Linked DNA regions of Mus musculus: all the other regions are linked to region 2. Evidence: chromatin contacts called from public Hi-C and HiChIP or PLAC-seq data. All regions are on one chromosome and are shown on one strand. Each heading gives the region's core, a stretch centred on a gene start, on an enhancer-like site or on the middle of the called end of the contact. The rest is flanking DNA. Distances are from core to core; before and after follow the strand shown. Region 1 overlaps BC052040 (cDNA sequence BC052040). Region 2 has its middle 52 kb from the start of Gm31590. Region 3 overlaps BC052040 (cDNA sequence BC052040).

The links. Hi-C and Micro-C count contacts between places; a contact is called where the count stands out from the background. HiChIP or PLAC-seq counts read pairs in DNA pulled down with a chosen protein or histone mark.
Region 1: a Hi-C map of neural progenitor cells shows a contact between it and region 2, with 4 times the contacts expected there. The contact joins two enhancer-like sites. A contact is called at or near these places in 11 of 484 Hi-C or Micro-C datasets (the AML12 cell line, the N1E-115 cell line, cerebral cortex and 5 more) and 2 of 115 datasets of contacts at active chromatin or transcription factors (differentiating embryonic stem cells and neural tube).
Region 3: a contact with region 2 is called in an H3K4me3 HiChIP or PLAC-seq map of neural tube, with 3 times the contacts expected there. The contact joins two enhancer-like sites. A contact is called at or near these places in 10 of 39 promoter capture datasets (the 3T3-L1 cell line, 3T3-L1-derived adipocytes, cranial neural crest and 5 more), 2 of 484 Hi-C or Micro-C datasets (3T3-L1-derived adipocytes and neural progenitor cells) and 2 of 115 datasets of contacts at active chromatin or transcription factors (embryonic hindbrain and neural tube).

The regions. Positions count from the first base shown.
Region 1 is chr2:115,687,065-115,690,392 of GRCm38.p6, forward strand. BC052040 (cDNA sequence BC052040) reads left to right here. Exons shown (of 11, transcript NM_207264.4): 10 at 1-105. Among named protein-coding and RNA genes, the nearest start is that of Mir1951, 50 kb to the left of the region's middle. Within about 2 kb of position 1,422, at least 20 of the 459 cell types and tissues checked have an H3K27ac peak or open chromatin away from gene starts, as enhancers often do. A contact at or near this core is called in neural progenitor cells, where this site is marked.
Region 2 is chr2:115,857,405-115,861,111 of GRCm38.p6, forward strand. No RefSeq gene overlaps it. Among named protein-coding and RNA genes, the nearest start is that of Gm31590, 52 kb to the left of the region's middle. Within about 2 kb of position 2,092, at least 73 of the 459 cell types and tissues checked have an H3K27ac peak or open chromatin away from gene starts, as enhancers often do. A contact at or near this core is called in neural progenitor cells, neural tube and second pharyngeal arch cranial neural crest, where this site is marked.
Region 3 is chr2:115,629,529-115,633,249 of GRCm38.p6, forward strand. It overlaps BC052040 (cDNA sequence BC052040), which reads left to right. Exons shown (of 11, transcript NM_207264.4): 2 at 1,477-1,522; 3 at 2,408-2,472. Among named protein-coding and RNA genes, the nearest start is that of Mir1951, 7.3 kb to the right of the region's middle. Within about 2 kb of position 1,618, at least 10 of the 459 cell types and tissues checked have an H3K27ac peak or open chromatin away from gene starts, as enhancers often do. A contact at or near this core is called in neural tube and second pharyngeal arch cranial neural crest, where this site is marked.

The DNA.
Region 1 (3,328 bases), core at 172-2,671, 170 kb before region 2:
TGTGGAAGGGCACATAATTCACTGGATTGAAAGCAAAGCCTCATTTGGTGATGAATGTAGCCACCACGCCTACCTGCATGGCCAATTCTGGAGCTACTGGAATAGGTAAGGTCCCATTATTTTTCTCTTAAGATAAACGATACTCAAAGGAAGTCTCATTAGAAAAAAAATATTTTGTTTAACTGGTAAAAATGCTAGGAGCCTTTTTTCCCCTAGTAAATACAGACTCTGATTAATGTATTCATTTGAGATAATTTAAACTTCTCTGCTTTCATGATGTTGCTTTATTTTTTAAAACTTAAAAATCTGTGCTTAAGGTCAAAACAAGTATAGCCTATTTCCTGCTTTACAGTGATTACATTAGTGTCACTTAAAATACAGATAACAAGCTGTGGTGCATAATATGGTATAGACACTGGATTTTATCCTTTTGATGTGGAATTTATGCTTCCTTCTAGACCATAAAAATTAATTTATTCACAGTTACCTGAAGACAGTATCCAAACCACATGAAAAATGAAAATGATTTACCTTACAACAGTACCAAACAGTTTATGTATGAATTTCTACAACCATCCTGATGAGATGGAAGTCTCCACAATTAAAGCGGTTCAGGTTGGGGCAGATGTACCAAATACCTGCCCTGTGCCTGGACCTGAAAGTTGTCTCATTTAATTCTTACAAAGAGGTTGCATGTGTGTGTGTGTGTGTGTGTGTGGTGGAGGAGGGTGTGCATGTGTGCATGCATGTCCATAGTATATGGGTTCATGTGACTGTGTGCAGGAGTATATATGTGTTACTGTAGCTTGTCCTGGGGAATCTCATCTCTGCCTTCTGATTGCTAAGATACAGGCAACAATCACGCCTGCCTGGCCTTGATCCCGGTGCCGGGCTTTGGCCTTCCAGTCCTCAGACTTGTGTAGCAACAGTTTCTCAATTGAGGCCTCTCCCCAGCCCAGCAAGTTACTGTTGTCCCCATTGTATAGATAACTAAACTGATACTCAAAGAAAGGAAAGAGTATGTTATCCTGCTGGTTCTCATAGGCTTACGTTGATCCCCTCCTCCCCCATCCCATCCATCTCTAACAGTGTCCTGTCATCTGCAATGCCATGTTGAATCTCTGATTTTTGTTTTTATGATTGTAATTTTCTTTGATTTTTTTTTTAATGATTTCATTCCTGTTCGCACACTCTGTGTTTTCCTCCACAAAAACAAGAAATGGATTGGGGCAACCTTTCTAGATTAGCCGTGCTCTTCTGCCATTGGTCAACAGTAAGAATACAGTAATAAGATGACACATGCCCAGATCATTAAGGAAGGAGATGGTAGCATCTGCAGGCAACAGTGTGGGCTGTGGGTAGGAGGCTATCGAATTTGGCATCATATTGTTACTCAGCTTTACAAAAGGCCAGCAGATCTCGCCCATGGCAGCTGTGCTAAGCTACGCCTACTCTTTGCCATGGTAACAGTGATGATGACAGAGTGCTGAATGTAATGCCCTTCTTGATTTCCTTGTGTAATTGTGCGTAGCACCCAAGCTTTACTTTACAGAGACAGAGGAGGAAAGTGCAAAATGTTTTAGAAATCAATGCTGCCTCAGCGTTTCCTAGGTTTTAGTCGGCCATTATTCAAATTAGCATTAATGTGGCAAATTGAATTTTAGATTTTTAGCGATTTTCTGATGAGTTTGAACTAGTAAAGAAAGCATCCGTTTTGAGACTATAAGGAAAGCAATGACAGGAAAATCAAACCGCCTAAGTTTGGGTTACTCAAGGGTTAAAAACAATTGATCATGTAGATCATGGTGCATTAAGACTGTGTTCCCCTTTTTGGTGCTGGTCACATCTTTTCTGAAGAACAAATAGAAGTTCAATTTCAAATAAGAAAGCTCAATTAAAAATGCCAAAATCACATCTTCATCCTGAAACTACTGAGCACCTACCATACGCCTCCCACACATCAATCAGAGGCACGTCACATGATCTACTAGCCCTATAGGAAACCTGTAGATTATGGACATGGCTCCAGGGAGAATGAGGGGTCAATATTTTAATGTGGTTTCATTACAGCTAAGTGGGATTTTGTTTGGGTTTTGGTGTGTGTGTTGTGTGTGTGTGCGTGTGCGTGTGCGCATGTGTGTAACCTTGGCTGGCCTAGAACTCATAATGTAGGCTTCAAACTCACAAAGATCCACTTGACTCTGCCTCCAGAGTTCTGGGATTTATGGTGCATACCACCATGCTCAGCTTGTCTTGTGTTTTTTGAATATTATTTTGTTTCATTTTTTTATTCTAGTATTTTACATAGAGTATCATTATTTACATACCTAAACATATACTTTGCATTTACATGCACTAAGCAGACACTGTTTATATGGAGCATGTTGTATGATAGGAAATGTTAGCCTTGGTTTTCAGTATTCCAGATCATTCAGGGAATATATATCATACAGGTTGTCACCAATGCCACCAAATGTCTGCAGGGAACCAAAGAAATGCAAACAGTGCCAAAGTGCAGCATGGACCATTGAGACATCACAATCCAAATGGAGGTCAATAAGAATGCAGCAGTCAGAACAGATTTACCAGTGGCCTAGCATTTAGACCCAAGGCAATGTTAGCCATCCATGAATATGTGGAATCCTAATGTTTATTTCTTATCTGTGAACACAGCACACAGAACAGGAAATGAAGTTCTCAGCAATAGTAGACATTCTCTCAAAAGTAGCCTTTCAAAGAGACTTGCATTTGGACTAAACCCAGGCCAGGGGAGAGGGGTGTTGACCCTAATTGACAATAAAACCCATAGGGATCTAATTGTCACACTGCTTTTGGGGTAACAGATTTTTATGTAAGAGCATTCAAGTCGTATTTTAAGTTTTTTTATAATGTCATTTTTTCCATACCAGTAATTGCTGAACCCCTAGTTTTTGGGTTGACATCTTCATAAGAACGTTCTTTCTTAATACAATATTTTTTATTCAGGCTTCAACAGTTTTGAGAGTTGGTCATTCACTCCATCTTTATTAAAACCTTTGATTTTCTTGTTGGCATAGTCGGGGTTTCTGCACAAACATCATGACCAAGAAGCAAGTTGGGGAGGAAAGGGTTTATTCAGCTTACACTTCCATACTGCTGTTCATCACCAAAGGAAGTCAGGACTGGAACTCAAGCAGGTCAGGAAGCAGGAGCTGATGCAGAGGCGGTGGAGGGATGTTCTTTACTGGCTTGCTTCCCCTGGCTTGCTCAGCCCGCTCTCTTATAGAACCAAGACTACCAGCCCAGAGATGGCACCACCCACAAGGAGACCCCCCCCCCCCCTGTGATC
Region 2 (3,707 bases), core at 842-3,341:
CGGTGGGTCTGCAGACAATAGGACACATTGAGTATCCCCCACCTATATATAGGAGTCCATACAGTGTGTAGTTAGAGAAGAAAAGAAGACAGGTAGGTGAGAATAATTTTAAAGTGCACTGTGTGTGAGTGTGTGAGTGTGTGTGTGTGTGTGTGTGTGTGGCTTTTGTCTACCTCACTTCTTTTCTATTCAGCTTAAAACAGCAGCCTCATTATATGTAGGTGCCCCTTCCCATCATACTTACTTAAGCCCTCCGTTCACCACACACATAGCCCTTTGCCCAGTCTTCTCATTCCCAGCAAATTAACTGAGAGTGAATTGCAAAGGGAGCTTTCTGAGTGGATCCTCTGAGACGTTCAGGCCCTTCCCGGCACCTCTGAGGACGCACTTTTAAACTGTCTTTGGGTTAAAAAAAAAATGTAATTCTCGGGCATCCGATTCCCTTTTGTTACCTCTTTTTTTAAATTATAAAGAAGTCAGGAAGACTCACTGTCTGCCACTCCCTGCTCTCTGATTACAGCTCATCACAGCTCAATTTTCCTCTCTCTGCTTTTTAGAAAGTTTCTCTACCATGCTCTTCATCCCAGTCACTGGGCCTCGGGACTCTCATCTTTGGACTTCTTTGGGCACCTGATCACTAGACTTCAAGTTTGCAGGAGAGAGCAGTAGCAGAACTGGGTTATTAACACAACACATTTAATTCTCTCCAAGAACTTTTACCGGGAAGAGAACTTTTACTAGGAAGAGCCAGTGGAAGGAGAAACCATCTGTAAGCAGTGTGCCCCTGAGGGTGGCTAGCGAATTGGGACACAGAGGCTGGGGACATGTCAAATATGGCAGATTTTGTGAAAGGGTCTTTCTGAGGTACACTTTAAGGAAAAGGGGTTGGGGCACTGGGAAGAGTCTAGAATCTTTCCGAAATGCACCTCTTTTTCTGGTTGTCCCAGAGCAGATGGGAGTCTCTTGTGCTTGCCTCTGAGAAAGATTAAATGAACACTTCTGTCATTTGAGGGAGGTGGGACACAGAGAGGTGGAAATACTCCAGACAATGGCCTCTGGCCATGGAGGGCTCCCTCCCAGTGCCCGATCCCCTGCGGAACTCTGCTTACCTTTGTAGCTGGTATTTCATCAGAAACCAGTGGAAGGTTCCTGGCTAGACGAAAAAGACCCGGAGAATCAACGTCTCTTGGATCTACTCCGAGGCTAAGAAACATTACAATAAAATTTACAGCGCCTTTAACAACTCGCAAGTAAAGCATTAAAATTCTCTTTAATTGAGAAGATATTGATTTTCAAGTCTAGAAAAAGCGAAATCGTAATTTAGTGGCAAACTTTTAGGCGAGAATATAGCGAGTTATGTCGCCATATAATGGATCCACTCTTAATCCACACACAACGTCACATCTTTAATTGCCCTACTTTGTGAAGTGATAAAGACAAAAAGGTAACCCGATCAAGGCAAATGCTTTATTTAAAAAAGATCTAGAGAAAGGATCTAGAATAATTTTATTTTCCGTTTATGTATAAAAAGAATTGTCTATCTTCTTTTTTTTTTTTTTTTTTGAAGTAGGGGAGAAAGGTCCAATGGGGAGAAAAGAAATAAAAAGAACGGAAAACCACAGACCAGTCTAAAAGCCACTCACGGTAGCAAATCCGTTGATATTCTTTACCGAAGGAGGAACGAAGCCAACGCATTTAGAGCAAATGCATTCACAGGCAAAATTGCATCCTCTGTGAACGAAACAAACCTAGGTCTATTTTGTTACTTTATTCCCGGGTCTTGGGGAGGGGGCGGGGTGTACAGAATCCATTGGTGGATAGAGGAGGGGAAGAAAATCAGACTTTCTGTTATTTCTGTATCGGTTTTTGGTATTATAGAGGAGTGAAGAAGTTTTTGTGTGGTGGTTTTTCATTGATCAGTCACTCTGAGCTAATGTAATTATCCTCATCAATAGGACGCTGCAGAGAGAATCATTATGTGGGTGACATTGATAAATGACCGCCCAGGAACGGCCCTCTCTCGGGCAACCCCCACATCTGACCCTCCCACACACACAATGTAGTCATAGAAACACCTACAAGGACCTAGAGCGCCGCCCAGCCAGAGGCCGGAGAGGGAAGAAAAGCCTCGGGCGGCGAGGTGGGGGCAGGAGAGGGGGCTTGTCCAGATCCCAAACTGTTGCAAGACAAAACCAGCCAGCCCCATGCGGGACAGGCGGAGTGGCGGGAGGGGGGACTATCCCCACGGGGCCCCCCAGCTGCCCAAGCAGAGTTGCCTACAACAAAGTGCAAATCTGCCCTGCAGACCGGTCAGTCCATTCCTCCTCCACACCTTTCTCCCACGTGCGAACTCACTCCAGGCTACCAAGAGATGCTTGGCCAGGCACACCCTGAAGGAGGATTGGCAAAGGAGTTTAAGGGTCAGGCCATCAACTTGCAGACGGCGAATTCTCACGCGCAGCCCCCCTCCCCTGCGTTCAAAACACCTCAAACACACAACAAACAAAACCAAATACCACAAAGGCAGAGACTGGGCGACACCTCCCCTCTGGCGCTCCTGTGTTATTTCCTGAGTGACCCCTTCTTTTCTCTTCACCTCCTAACCCAGAGCCTCTGATTATGAGATAATGGATTTTGTGATTGTTCCTGTCAGGGGGAAAAAAATTCCCCCACCGAACCCCGCGTTTTTATCTTTCCACTGTTTTATTTAAGCCAATGGGAAAGTATTGAGAACGGTAATTGATTCATAATGATCCATAAATCGGTGTCGGAAAGTGGGGGTAGGGCGGTGGTGCGAAGAGAAGGGGGCGATGCTGTTTATTTATTTTATTTCTAAAGCCTCAGCTAAAGTAGCTTTGACACTGTTGGGGCTGGAGGGGAGGGGCCGCTGGGCTCTGCCGGATCATCCATCATTCCTGTCACCCAGAGTCTGCCCGGAGGAGCAGTAGACGCAATCTCCCTTCTGTCTCTACAGCGAAACTATTAATATTAAAACCTCCCTTCAAACACTGCCCCGACGGTCCCCATTCTCATCACGATTTGACCGCAGAGTCCAGCGCTGCACCTTTCTCCAGCCCCGCTGGGACTGCGGGGGGGCTCCCCACGCGCACGACGCCCGAAGTTGATCACTGAAAAAAAAAAAAACAAAAACAAAAACAAAAAAACCACCACGGTTGCTTGTCCCCCTCCATCCGTTTGCAGCAGGTTCGTCCATACAACAAACACACTCGCGACGGGGAGGCCGTCTGCACGCACGACCACAGGCATGATCCTCCTTGTTCTTGGCTTGTGCCACAACTCCCCTGTCCCTGGACCACAGGGTGACCGCTTAGTTCGGGCCACTCGGCCATTTAAACAGCTCGAAAGAGGACCTTCTGGCAAAGTGGAGACTTGTAGCAGAGGTCCAGGTTCCTTATCAAATTGCTGGCCTGCAAGACTAATGGAGAATTTGCGGAGGATCCCTTTGAAGGAAGGACCCTCCTTTTGACAGCTGCTAGAGATATTAGCCACATTTCCCTTCCCGGATCTGCTCCGGGTTAACAGGCCCGCGGGAGTGGGAGGGCCAGCCGGCGAGGAGGACCTTGATGGGCTGGACAGACCCATCTAGGGAGCTGGTGTGGGGGTTCGGGTGCTGACCCGAGGTTAGCGGGGGAGAGGGAGAACAGCGTGGAAGACACAGCCTCTTCTGGACTTTTCTTTCTCTTTTA
Region 3 (3,721 bases), core at 368-2,867, 230 kb before region 2:
AGGAAATTGAGAAAATTGATTTATAAATTTATAATTGCCCTCAGACATTTCTCGCTAATTTTTGATGTACTGAAGTAGTTCTTTAATTATATATGCACTTTCCATGGTGACTATCTGTAGATCCCCCCAACTCCTATGATGGTCTCAGTCTGTTTGTCTGTCTGTCTCTTTCTATCTTTCTTTCTTTCTTTCTCTGTTCCCCACCTCTGTTTTGATAGTGTTTCACTCTGAAGCCCAGGCTGGGTAGTTAATTGCTATGTAGACCTGAAACTTTTAGCAGTCCTCTTGCCTCAGTTTCCAGAGTACTGGGATTATATTTAAATTATTTTATACATATTTGTATTGAATATGTATGTGGACATGTATGCATGCCATGGCACACATGTGGAGGGTAGACAATGTGAATCTTAGAGATTAAACTCAGGTTGGCAGCACCTTTATTCTCAGAGCCATCTTGATGGCCCTATTAATTTTATTTTTCTTTTCTTTAAAACTGTCTCATTGGTCCTGGTCAGGAGGATCAGAAGCCAGACCCCATGATGATTTCCAGAAGTTGCTGGCAATGGCAGTGAGCAGGCAAACATGGAGTCATTTTTATTTCAAACTCTCTAAACTGGTGACATGCTTGGGTGGGTTCATTCATAAATAAAAAAAGTCAATGTTCACAAGAGCGTTGGCATACTGTGAACGTCAAATTATCTAAATTGCAGTCTCTTTGGTTTGCATTTACCTGAAGGCTGTATCAAAAGTAGTCAGATCTGATAAGGTGCAAGTATCCACCAAGGGCAGTCAGAGGCAGGAGTAGATGCTGGTGACATCTTACAGGAACATTCCATCTCTAAAGCAGACAGTTGTAGAAGCAAACGCCCTATTTGGGAAGAAGGTATCCCTAGTGTTTGGGGCTGTGACATCCTGGGTAAGGATAGCTGTAGTCTCTTGAGAGTGAGTTCTTCTGTAGCCTGCCACATCCTGATGCCTTCTGTTTTCAGAGCTGGCCAGAGAGTGTTCCATTAGCCTCTGTGCTACCTCTAGTTAAGACCAGTGTTTCCCCCCATGAATCTGGGATAGCCAAGGAGATAAACCTGGGAATGCTGACAGTCTGTAAAAAATGTTCTCCCTGCTGTTCCCAGGAGTAACTCACTTGTTTGTGGCCAGAAACCTTTTTCTTGTGGTCCTTTGTAGTATAAAACCCCATTTTATATTACAGATATGATGCAGCCGTCCTGAGGTTGCAGAGAATCCAAATGATATGCCTCCTGCATCAGGACCGGCTCTTCCCCATCCGCTCTTCCTCTCTCCTTGACCTCATGGCAGGAAGCCTTTGTGTGAGGTTCTCATCTGGAACAACTTCTCCACACTTGTTTTCGTGTTCTGTTGGATTACAGGGCAGCGGACCTACCTTTGAAGGTCCTTTCTCTTTTATTTCTTTGCTGTGCACTCCAGTAATTAACTTTGTCCTTCTTTTATTTGTTCCAGTCAATCGCAGGCCACTCTGCTGAGCATCTTCTCCCAGGAGTACCAGGTTAGAAGTTTTCTCCTTTGTGAGGGTTGACAGGTGCCTAATTGAATGATGAATGTCCCTTTATTTCTTTGTAATTGAACTGCCAGCTCTCTGATTGGGCTGGAGGATGGTCTCCTTGCCACATCAAGCAGCGCCTGCGTCTCAGTGGAGGCCTGCCAAGCCTACCCATCCATCTGTCTAATAACATCTAGCCTTTGCTTATTTGGTGGACCTGTAATAAATTATGCTAAAGCATTATTATTCTGACAATAATAATTTCCCCGTGTTGCGTGGCTCCATGTGCTAAATGTTTGCTGACTTGCACTGTCAGTGCCGCTTCCCACTGCTGACAGAGATGATGATAAATGACCACTGCTGGAGTGGCAGAAGGCAAGAGAGGCAGAAAATGGAGTCATTTATCATGAGATGACAGGTGTCAGTCAAGTGGCAAGTCTCTATGGAATTACTTTTTGTAGTTTTCAAATAAGTTGTTTTTAAGCAATGTTCTTCCTGGTTAAATATGGCAATTGGGTTGTAAAGCCCGAGTGCAGAAGACTTAGATGGAATTGAATTGAGGGAAAATTAATACAAAGGTTGGAAGAGGGAACAAGTTTTCCTCTGCCCTCTGCAGCCCGAAGCAAACTTATTTAGATTCAATTACTATGACCCTGGTGGCTTTTACATATAGACTGTACTTGTGGTACAGTCTGAAGACATCCCAGCCAAGCAGGAGATTAAAATGCATAGATGGAGTAGCAGGAAAAGAAATCTTGCCACCACCCAAACCCCCAAGCCATTAGCCATTTGCCCCGTATGCTTGCTACTGGGATGAAGAAATATGTCTTTGCTGTTCTTGACTCTGATCTGTGACACAACATAAAGATGTTTTTTTGTGTTTTGTTTCAGAAACATATTAAAAGAACACATGCCAAACATCACACTCCAGAAGCGATTGAAAGTTACTACCAGAGGTATGACCTGCCTGCCCCACTAGAGGGTATCACAGTACCTATTAATTGCTCTAATTATTATGAATAAATTAGATCATTAAACTGCCTTTCTATACTGTATTAAGACTGTTACTTGAAACTTGTAGTGTGTTTTGTAATGAGTTTTTAAGTGCTTCAGTTGGCATGTGTCAAGAATATGGCGATGGTGTCCATTTAGGTGTGTACACATGACGTATATGAGATGACACTGTTACGGAATCTGACTTAGCTCCTTAACACTTTGAGTAAGTGCACATCTTTTATGGTTACATTTGTTCATGTATACATATGCCTTACATGTATATGTGGCAAGTTTTCAAACCAATTATATACTAACATTTCATTATCATTCAATTGTTGATGGACAACTAGATTGGTTCATTTTCCTTGCTATGGTGAGTAAACAGCAATAAATATAGGGTTCCGATATCTCTATGGTAGGGTCTAGACTTTCTGAGTTTAGGCTGAGGAATGAAAGAATTGGAGCAAATGGTAATTCCATTTTAAATTTTTTGAGAAATCTCCAAACAGACTTGTACAATGTCTGTATTAACTTGTATCCCAGCAAGAGAGTAATAAGCATTCTTTTTTTCTCCACATTTCTCCAACATTTGTTGTCAGATTTCTTGATGAGAGCCATTCTGACTGGGTAAGGTGGTATCTTTTAGAAAGGTCACTGAATTGTATAGATTTTGTGGTCTGGGGTCTGTTTTTATTATTTGCAAGTTACTTTTAAATAATAAAGTTTATACAAGCTTAAAAAAGAATTGAGATTTATTGAAGCTATTGAAATTGGATTTTCTTTTAAAGAGTCATTCACTGTGCCACATGGTGAAAGATCTCTTGTTTTAAGTTAAAGATACTAAAGATATGCACGATGAGTGGATCACCTCCCCACACACATTTTATCTAAAATTGCTCTCTAAAGATGTTTTTGTAGATTTCGAGAAAAGTCATAGCTAACTTCATAAAATTTATATTTAAGTTCTACAGGACCTATAATAGTTCTATAAGACCTACAAATGCTTTTGGCATCTAGATAATTTTAAAAAGTATTGAATTTTTTTTCTTTTTATGCCAAGATATAACTGTTTGCTTTGAGATAGCATGCCATTATACAGCTCCAGTTGGCCTCTGACTTGGCACTTCACCTTCTTCAACCTATGCTTACAGACCTGTACCACTACATCTGTAAAAAAGGAAATACATTTTTGTTTGTAAACTTAAAGAT